2 separate regions of the Lactuca sativa genome follow, and region 2 is linked to region 1. The links are chromatin contacts, called in public Hi-C maps. All regions are on one chromosome and are shown on one strand. The core of a region is the stretch at or near the end of the contact, and the rest is flanking DNA. Distances in the headings are between cores, read along the strand shown. Region 1 holds the start of LOC111878875 (glyceraldehyde-3-phosphate dehydrogenase, cytosolic). Region 2 holds the start of LOC111877342.

Region 1 (5,517 bases), core at 1,741-4,240:
ATGGAGAGCAAACTATAGGAAAGGTGTGGTTAGAAGTCAAATCAGTGCGGCAAGACTCATCCCTCTCTTTTGAGTTGGTGACAATTAGCTAGGATCACAGGTTACATCTTATTCAATTTAAAAATGGGAAATTTTTTTATCTTCACATGATTATGATGTTTCAACATTATACTATATACTTATATACCACATAAATTATTAAATTACAAAGTCTTTATTAACATGTATTTTTCTATTTTTATGCGTTTTGCCACCGAAAGGTTTTTGGTTTATGGAGTTTTAGCACAATTGTTTTGGATTTTGACAGATTTACTCCTTTAAGTTTTATAATTCACAGAAAAGGGTCTCTATAATTTTTATTCACAAAAATATTTCATATATTAAGATTTTTATATGCTAGCAGTTTGACCTTTGTATAAAAATTAAATTATAAAAATGTCCGTATACTTTATGAGTTTTGCCACCAAAAAGGTTTTTAGTTTTAGAGTTTGCATAGTTGTTTTAGATTTTGATAGATTTACTCATTTAAATTTTATAATTTACAAATAGATCCCAATGAATGTTTTTTAACAAAAAAATCCATATGTTTAAGATTTTTGTATGTTGTGTAGAAAGAAAATTACAAAAATTGTTCCCGTAATTAACAAAAAACGTCATTTTGTATATTTTTACAGAAACGGTCCATATATTTAAAAAAGTTATAAAAATAGTCATGGCCTAATAGAAAAATTGCAGAATATGCCCACATGCCCCCGCAATATATTACCATGTTTTGTCCCTACACCACCACATGACTTTTATATATTTGCAGGTTTGTTCCTTACACTTTCGGTGTTACGCAAGTTTAGCCCCCCACAAAGTAGGGGTAGTAACTTATTAGTTTAATATAGTTTAAGAATGTTTATAAAGTAATTAAATATATTTTACACATATTTGAAGTAAATAGAATTTTATTATAAAAAGGCTAGATTGAAATAAAAATGGCTAGTGTATCCATAATTTAATTTTCAAATTAATTACACGTTTTGTGTTAGTCAATGATGTAGAGTAAGTTAGTGTGATAATCAAGGCACAAGAAGATTATAAAAGGTGGACAAAGTTGGTATAAAAAGTGTCTTTTCATCACCCCATAATGAAACCATTCACACCTATGAATCAAATAACATTCATCGTGGTTGATATAATATTTGAAGGACATTTAAATGCATTAAAGGCCTCTGAAAGACATGAACAATTAAGGAACCATATATTCTTTTAACTATTATGATATTGGAATCATCTAACACTAAATAGTAGTGTTCTTTTAACTTCTTGTTATTAGTTATTTGATAAAAGAATTCTAAAAACTGGTTATATTTGATATAAATCTATATTTATGTAGTAAAATAATTATAAATTAACACAAAATTATATTTATGTCCCTTACATCATATTGAAAAACACATTGGAACGTAAAGCTTGAAGCTCGCCTCACGCCTTTTAGAACCTTGCTAAATAGTTTAGTTTTATCAAATATGTATACTACTATAAAATGAAAACATTAGTTTTTCTTGACAATGTTTGATGGTGGATTCCAACTTGAGTTTGATTATAGCATGCAACACCCCAATAGCAACTAGAAAATTTTGGTGATGTTCTATTAATAATATTTCGCTATTAAAAAAAATAACGAAAAACTATTATCATTATGATTTACATACATCCAAATAACTTCCCCTCCCCCTCTTCCTCCTACCCTCCCCCCCCCCCCCCCCCCCCCCCCATTGTGATGTAAGGGACATAAAATTTCATACATTAGATACATGGTTTAAACCTAATATGCTTAAAGTATTGTTGATGTTTCATGACTACTTCTTATATGCTGGGTGATATGATTTACCATATTTTTTTACATGTATTAAAATAATAACATTGTGTAAATATGTAATACTAGGGAAAAAGTAACAACAAATAATTAAAATGTATAATTATATCATTCTAATTTATCATAAATTTTTTTGCTGCCGATAGATGATTGTTCTGTTTTATTCTAGAAGGTTTATATCTAACAAAAATATCCCTTAAAATATTTTTTCATGACGCACTTATAAAATGTGACAACTTTAATTTTTGATTTTTGTAATTTACTCTTTATTGCCTTCTAGAAAGATCTCGTGGTTGTCACTTAGACATAATCCACTGCTTTCCCGACCATTACGCTTATCAACGGACAAATGAAATCAAAACTAAATTTTATATATTTGATCCAACTATTTAAAGAGGGTTAGAGATCTATTAACTAAAACGACCAGAAGAAAACACGTTTTCAGTTTTGCAAAATGGGTTAAAGTCAAGAAACTGATTTATGTCGTATTCTCCAATCAAACCATCATTTTTTTGCTCAATGAATAATTCATCAAAGTCGTTTTTGGTTGACCGGATTGAAACCAGTTCGATAGTTCAAATTCAAAAACGGATTAGACTCCCGTTTGTAAACCGGATTAAACTGGCAAAACCGAATCAAACCAATAAAAAAACTAGTAAGGGAAATTGTTTAAAACCGGATTCAACCTCAAATCAAAGTCGAACCTAATAATTTGTAACGTCATCAGATATGAATAAGATCGTTGGTGCACCTCTACTCTGCACTACACGAACATGGTGTAGCTGAGTCGCCACCAAAGCTACATCACGTGACCATTGGATATGCCTAAGAGTCATTTTGAATAATGTAAAACTTTTATAATAATGTAAAATTGTAAAGTGAAATGAAATTCGCTTAAATATTGTAGACCATTTTTATCTATCAAGGCCCATTTGGCAGGCGGAGACCATTTTTCATCATCAAGGTAGGTGCTAAAGACTCATTTTGGACTTCATGGTTTCGTTGTTAGTTTAGGAAATTGTTAATATTTTATTTATTTTAATAAAAACTATTTTAGGTAGGTTTTGAAATAACGAAAACAATTGAATAAACCTACAAGGGCGATGCGATTTTTGTGGTTTTTGGTCTGGATATCTTGAGAACTAGACACCGGCTTGGCCGGTCACCAGCCCCCTCACTTATTAAAACCCTCTAGAAACCTCTCCTCATCGCATTCTTCTTCACTCTCATCGTCAACACACATTCCCAATACACTTTTTTTCTCCAACAAGCGTCATGGGTACGCTGAATTTAGTAATTTTTATCAAATTATTCCTGTCGATCTTCTTTTTCTTGTGTTTTTGATCTAACTTTTCTATTTTCTCATTTTAATTGTTGTTCTTTTTGTTGTCCAGGCGGCAAGATCAAGATCGGAATCAACGGTACCAGATCTTATCCACTTTACAATTTTATACCGTTTAATGTCTACAGCTGTTCTTCTGGGACGATTTCGAGTGGCTTAATGTATATTTAACTTGCAGGATTCGGAAGAATCGGTCGATTGGTGGCTAGAGTAGCTTTGCAGAGAGACGATGTTGAACTTGTTGCTGTTAACGATCCATTTATCTCTGTGGAGTACATGGTTCGTAATTTTGATCATCTGATTGTATCTACAGTAGATCTGGGGTTTTAGGGTTTTAAATTCTGATCGGTTTAGTGCTTGTTCTGAATTTAGTTCAGTAGACAGTAGATCCGTGCATTTTATAGTGTTTTGAGTTTGAATTTAACTTCAATCATGATTTCATTGCAGACATACATGTTTAAGTATGACAGTGTTCATGGTCAATGGAAGCATCATGAACTCAAGGTTAAGGACGACAAAACCCTTCTTTTCGGCGAGAAACCCGTCGCTGTTTTTGGTTCAAGGTGCGTCTCTCGCATGCTCAATTTTGGTTAAATTCATGTTTTCAAGATAAGGCTGATTAATCTCCTGTTATTATTAAAGGAACCCAGAAGAGATCCCATGGGCCCAGACCGGAGCTGAGTACGTCGTGGAATCCACCGGAGTTTTTACCGACAAGGACAAAGCCGCTGCTCACTTGAAGGTATACATCCTCTTACACGATTTTACAACTTCCATGACTTCCATTTTCTTGTGTACTCCGAGATGAAAGTTTTCATGTTCTTCATAAACTCAAAAAATTCTTATAAGCTCGTTTTACCCATATCTTTAGGGAGGTGCTAAGAAGGTCATCATCTCTGCCCCCAGTAAGGATGCTCCCATGTTTGTTGTTGGTGTGAACGAGAAGGAATACAAATCAGACCTTCACATCGTTTCAAACGCCAGTTGCACCACTAACTGCCTTGCCCCTCTGGCCAAGGTTATAAATGACAGATTTGGAATTGTTGAGGGTCTTATGACCACCGTTCACTCCATCACTGGTAACTTTTCTTGATTGTTTTTGTATATATATTTATTTCAGTTCTATTAACAGTTTATTTTGATTTGATTATGATTCAGCTACACAGAAGACTGTTGATGGACCATCTGCTAAGGACTGGAGAGGTGGAAGAGCTGCTTCATTCAACATCATTCCCAGCAGCACTGGTGCTGCTAAGGTATTTATTTATTTACTATTTAGTCCCTCAAGTTTCAAATACTGCTATTTTTGTTCTTCATAGAGTTTGATAAATGTTTGGAAATCTTGATAGGCTGTAGGGAAAGTCCTCCCTTCATTGAACGGGAAGTTGACCGGAATGTCTTTCCGTGTCCCAACTGTTGATGTCTCTGTTGTTGATCTGACTGTTCGATTGGAAAAATCTGCAACTTATGATGAGATCAAAGCTGCTATCAAGTAAGCAAAACTTCATTTCATTTTATTGTTAATCTTGACAATAGATGAATGTTCGTGGTTGTAAATTGTAATATTGTTTTTTGTGTTTGTTATCAGGGAGGAATCTGAAGGAAAGATGAAGGGGATCTTGGGTTACACTGAAGATGATGTGGTGTCCACAGACTTTGTGGGTGACAACAGGTATTTTTTTTTATTGTTTCTTTTATAAAAGCTATATGGTTTTTTGTAGGCATAAGTGGACCACATGTGTGTATATATATTTTGTATGAAGATTAAAAAAGAATGGAATTTAATAAGTGGAGAATTTATGTGATTTTAACAGGTCGAGCATATTTGATGCAAAGGCTGGAATTGCACTGAATAACAATTTTGTGAAGTTGGTTTCGTGGTATGACAACGAGTGGGGTTACAGGTACTTATTCTTCTTTCTTATGTTTTCTTTAGATTTTTTTTTTGTATAAATTTTATTTATTGAAGTGTTTATTTATTTATTTTTTATGCAGTTCCCGTGTTGTTGATCTGATTGTTCACATGGCATCTGTGGAGTAAGTTTTGTGGATGTAGGTGAAGTTGTTTTTTGAGTTGGAAGTAAAATAAAAGTCTACCTATCCATTCCCCACTGTGTTTAGGGTTTTGATTGATGGGTGGAGAAATGTTTTGGTGTTTATGTTGTTATTGCTGGTTTATTATCGAACTTTAATAGTGCAATTTTCAGACATTGAGGTGTGTAGTAGTATCAAGTTGGTGTGAAAACCTGTCTTCACTGGCTGTTTAGTATTGGTGTTTTCAACTAGGCGGCTTAAATATGGTGAAGATTTT
Region 2 (5,517 bases), core at 2,198-4,697, 520 kb after region 1:
ATACGAGGTAGAGGCCAACTTGCTGAGGGCGTATGCTCTTGCATTCCCCCCCCCCCCCCCCAAGATATTTGCTTTATTGAAAATCTTTTGAACATGTTGTATAACATCCCAAAATTTGAGACCAAAAATTTCTTTTTAATAAAACATTACTTTAAACAAAACATCATTCCAAACATAATCTGAGTATAAGCTTTCAAAACACATGTTTATTATCAGAGTAAACATCCCCAGGCTGACTACTCTATGGTGTGTGCCATGCGATCACCCCGAGCTCCTCCCTCCGCTACCGGAAGTACCTGAAAACAAAACTGAAAACCGTAAGCACAAAGCTTAGTGAGTTCCCCACCTTACCACATACCATGCATAACCACATACTGCACATACTGGGCCACGCCCGCTATCCGGGGCCTCGCCCCCTACTACGGGCCTCGCCCGCTACAACGGCCCCGCCGCTCCAGGCCCCGCCTGGCTTCGAGCCTCGCTCGGATACAGATCTGTTTCACTTAGGCCTCGCCTGTCACAGGGCCTCGCCCACTTAACATATAATAGCACATAAACATATCACATAATATTACATAAGCTAAACATATACTAACAACTCTTACTCTAAGGCCTCGCCTATCTCTGGGCCCCGCCCGAGTCCTGCTACTGATGAGTCATGGGACCTCGCCCATTCTCCTGCTGATAGTGAGGTACGGGCCCAGCCCACCCTCACTCCTTTCCTAACTTGGGCCTCGCCCCTGCTCTGCTGCTACTGAGATGTGGAACACCATCCACACTCTGCTATTGGTGAGATACGGGACCTCGCCCTCACTCACCTCCCTACCAGGCACATACAAGTATCACACAGACAACAAGTATAAACTATCACATAAACTGCTCCTTGGGCACCCGCCCTCTGTCATTGGACCTCGTCCAAATATCATACTAGCGTACTGTGCCTAGGGCTAACCCCCGGGTCTTCTACTCGTAACTACATGGGCCGGCATTGTGGCCGTAGACCCATTCATACAAAGGGAAACTCACCTGATATTGCCGAACTGCCGCTGCTAACCCCTTCGACCGCTACCTGACCGCTAACTCCGAATTGCTGCTCCGCTAGCTCCCCGAGCTACCAACAACAACCCAACACTTAGTCTAACTGACTTCCAAAGGTTAACCAAGTCAACTCTGGTCAAAGTCGATGTCCTGATCAAAGTCAACCCTCCAGGTCAACCCTACTCGCCGAGTCACCCTGCTGACTCGCCGAGTCCATAAATCCAGAGTCCTTCCACTCGCGACTCTACTCGCCGAGTCAGCCCCTGACTCGCCGAGTTTACTGGTTCTCGATTCCTGTCCTGACCAACTCACTGAGTCCTGGCTCGACTCGCTGACTCGAGTCTTAACTCGAAGGGTTTGGGATCACTCGACCTGACTCGCCGAGTCTAAGAACAGACTCGCCGAGCACACGACAAACTTCATCCAACTCGACGAGTTGTTCATCCAACTCGCCGAGTTCATGCCCATCTTCATCCGACTCGACGAGCTGTTCATCCCACTCGTCGAGTTCCTCATCATCTTCAAGCTACTCGCCGAGTCCACTCGAAGGACTCGTCGAGTCCACTAAGATCCACTTACATGCAGAGGACTTCCGAGTCATGCATGAGCTTCAAACTATAGATCCACCCTCCCCAAGCCTCTTTCCCACGTAAAGTTGCAACCTTTACGTGTAAAGAGTGAGATCTAGGCAAAATACATCCATAGCTAGGGTTTAGAACCAAGAAACTCCAATTTCCACCCCAATGGCTGATACTTTATGGGATTACATACCAAAATAAACATGGATCTGAGGTAGCAACCTCAGATCTGGACCTCAAGCTCAAGATTGGTCTTAAACATGGCTTAAAAGCCCCAAAACTCATAACCAAGGGAAAATATGGAGGAGAGAAACGAATTGATACCTTCCAATGCTCTGAAATGCTTCCCAAACCACAGATCCAAAGCCACTCCCTGATGCTTCAAGGATTCCCACTCCTTCTTCTTCCTTAAACCCACTCAAAAATGGCTAGAAGCTAGATTGAACACAATGGGGGCTTAAGGTGCGGCGTTCTGGGTGCAAGAGACTGTAAAGGAGCCCTAGGAAGAAGATTAAGATGCTTAAATAGGCTCCAAGCCCCGGATTTAGGGTTTTCCTCGCACAGACCAGACTCGCCGAGTCCACTTGGCCGACTCGTCGAGTTGGTCACTTTCTTATCGACCCGGATCCCGCTCCGACTCGCCGAGTCCTTCCTTTGACTCGTCGAGTCCCTCTTAAATTTAGGGTTTCCTTTACTTTCTTGGCTTTCAAAATCCTGGGTGTTACATGTTGGCTAAATTACGGACAATGTCTAGATATTTCTGCATCCTAGGGTCCTTGCCTCGTATACTCCGTTGCATCCTAGGGTCCTTGCCTCGTATACTTCAGCATCATCGTCCAAAATCGTAAACATTCAGAGGTTGAACAGATGATTAGTTGATCACTAACTTGCACATAAGTAAAATTAAACATATGACATTATGAGAAGTCAATCCTAAATTTGTAATGACAAAGGAAAATTAAACGAGATAAAGAATGATGACTTATAAACTGGTATTAAGTCAGCAATAACTCAATAAGTCAATCATTACTCACATCGCTACTCACAATTCACTAACCTATTTCGTGTTACTCTAATGATAGGAATTTTGGGATGAATCAAAGATGAATGATGAATGATGATTGATGAACGACAATCGAGTAGTCGATACTCGATATGTCACACCCGCGAAGTGCAAATAGAAGCGATAAATCTAGTTGCGATAGGAAATTATCAAATTCGAGATTGGGGTTTTGGGGAGTCAACTCGTTGCCTCATCACATGTACACATGGCACATCGCCAAATCCCAAGCTATATTGTATCATAAATATTGAAAATTTCATATTGGGTCAACCTTGGTCATGGGCCTAAATAAGTTAAAAATCTGTAATATTTATATTTATATGATATAATATGTGTCAATACTCAATGTATAATGTAATGTACTAATAATAATATGTGGGTATAATATAATTGAGGCGGGGCGGGTTAGGTAATAGCATGCACGACCCCGACCCCATCCCCACTTTTTGTCATACAGGGATCCCCGACCATATCCGGTACTCGGTTTTATAGGGATTACCCATCCACGGTCAGGACGAATTAACTGGGTTCCCCACTACGTCGGGTCATGTTGTCATCCCTAATGCTATGGATGGTCTAGCTTAATATTAGTGAACCGTATTCATAATCATTATATAAAAACAGAAGTTGCTAAGCCCAGTTTGAGCTAAAATTGTAAGGCTCAAAACCCATACATTAATAAAAGGCCCAACTCGGAAGCCCTAAAGCGAAGAAATTTCTTAGGTCACCGCCTCATAGACGCGTTTTCACACCGTATATTTGAATTGTCAAGCAACATTATTTGAGGGCAAAAAAAGAAATCGATTTGGGGGCGGCTGTTGTTGAAGGATAAGGTTGCTAGGCTGTTCGAATCTCGATCGATATTCGCCGTCGATTTCATTTTACCACCATCGTTGTTCATCGGAGTCTGAAGAATCGTGTTCCGGTAAGAAATATCATCGCCTTTGATTGATTTTCGGCCTCAAAAAACAAAATCATAATTTGAGGTTCGAAAGACGAAGATCGTCACCGATTTGACTGTCTAATTTCATACATCGCATAATCAATTTGACAGATCTGCTATATTCACATTGATTTCTGATACTCGGTTTCCTTGTATTTTCTGTATTGAATCGAACAATATCCTGTTGCTTTCTGTTTGGGATTTTGTTCGGGGTTACGAATTAGGGATTCTCGTTACAAATTTTGTTTTCAAAAGGAAAAGCGATTGAATTTGTTGAATTTTGGGGGCTGTAGCCTAGCCGGATATTTAGATCTCCGCTAGGGTTTCATCTTTTTATCTCTTTGTTCTGTTATTTGGTTGCTTAAAATCAGTTGTTGGTGTTGCTAATTATGGCGGCAGGACGACAGATCTCGAGGAAAAGCTACTCGAGTCGTTCCGAGGAAGAAACTCTTTCTTATAACAATCGATATAATCACAGATCTTTTGTTAGCGATCATGATCAAAGAAGACATCGATACGTTGATGGTGATTATGACAGGGACAATCGTCGCACGTCTTCACAACCGATTCATCATGGGCTGGAAAACAGAAACAAAGCAGACGATGTTTCTGGAAACAACTCAAGAAGATCTGACGCTACCAAGAAAAGGAAATTCTCGCCTATTGTCTGGGATAGAGCTGAGAAGCAGGTGAAGATATCCTCCGAGAACAGAATCCTTCCTACCAAAACTGTTCCCTATCAATCTCCTCCATCCAAAGGGAAGTTTGAAGATATTATTGCAGACACGAAGATCGAAATTTCTCCTGTTGAATCTCTTGTATCCAATCTTTCAGATGAAGTGGGAGTATCAAGAGTATCAAGCTCATTGGCTACAAACACACCCGAAGAACATGATGAAGAACCTGAGCAAGAAGATGGAGAATATGTGGAGGAACGAAACCTATCCAAATCAAAGTGGGCTTTCAAAGACTCCCCACAAATGGCATCAAACACCAACAATTCTAGCCCCGAAAGTGGTGAATTTAAGCAAGAACACATTGAAGATACGATTGAACAAATGTCATGTTTATCTGCTGAGGAAGATCAACAGTCCAAGTCTCTTGATGATGAAGAAGAAGAAGAAGATGATGATGATTATGAAAGAATCGAATCCCCTGTAAGCATGATGCCATCCTGTAGAAACGTGTTCGAGTATGAACGACTAGGGAAAATAAGTGAAGGCACATACGGTGTTGTATACAAAGCCAGAGACAAAAAAACCGGAGAAATAGTCGCATTAAAGAAAGTAAAAATGGGGAAAGAGCGTGAAGGTTTCCCTGTAACAGCATTACGTGAGATCACAATTCTCGGATCTTTCCAACACCCATCAGTTGTAAAAATGAAGGAAGTTGTTACAGACGATTTCAATGGCATCTACATGGTTATGGAATACATAGATCACGAACTCAAAGGCTACATGGAAAAAACAAAGCAACCATTCAGTCAAAGTGAAGTGAAACGCCTCATGATCCAGCTTCTTCAAGGGTTAGCTTTTCTTCATGAGAATTGGGTGATTCATAGAGATTTGAAGACATCAAACTTGCTTTTGGACAACAATGGTGATTTAAAGATTTGTGATTTTGGCATGTCAAGACAATACGGGAGTCCAGTGAAGCCGTATACCGCGTTGGTGGTGACACTTTGGTACAGGGCGCCTGAGGTTTTGTTGGGGATGAAAAATTACACAACTGCCATTGACATGTGGTCTGTGGGTTGTATAATGGGGGAGTTGTTGTCAAAGAAGCCCCTTTTTGATGGGAATAGGGAGATTGAGCAGATTGATAAGATTTTCAAGACACTTGGGACCCCGAATGAGAAGATTTGGCCTGGGTATTCAAAATTGCCAGGGGTAAAA

The links. Hi-C and Micro-C count contacts between places; a contact is called where the count stands out from the background.
Region 2: a contact with region 1 is called in a Hi-C map of leaf, with 7 times the contacts expected there. The contact joins the promoter of LOC111877342 here to the promoter of LOC111878875 in region 1. A contact is called at or near these places in 3 of 4 Hi-C or Micro-C datasets (leaf and seed).

The regions. Positions count from the first base shown.
Region 1 is chr4:132,983,428-132,988,944 of Lsat_Salinas_v11, forward strand. LOC111878875 (glyceraldehyde-3-phosphate dehydrogenase, cytosolic) reads left to right here and starts at 2,991. Exons shown (of 11, transcript XM_023875356.3): 1 at 2,991-3,143; 2 at 3,259-3,285; 3 at 3,385-3,485; 4 at 3,654-3,769; 5 at 3,849-3,948; 6 at 4,078-4,285; 7 at 4,365-4,462; 8 at 4,556-4,698; 9 at 4,795-4,878; 10 at 5,021-5,110; 11 at 5,202-5,517. The coding sequence starts at 3,140. The coding sequence ends at 5,247.
Region 2 is chr4:133,507,551-133,513,067 of Lsat_Salinas_v11, forward strand. It overlaps LOC111877342, which reads left to right and starts at 3,448. Exons shown (of 1, transcript XM_023873863.3): 1 at 3,448-5,517. The coding sequence starts at 4,012.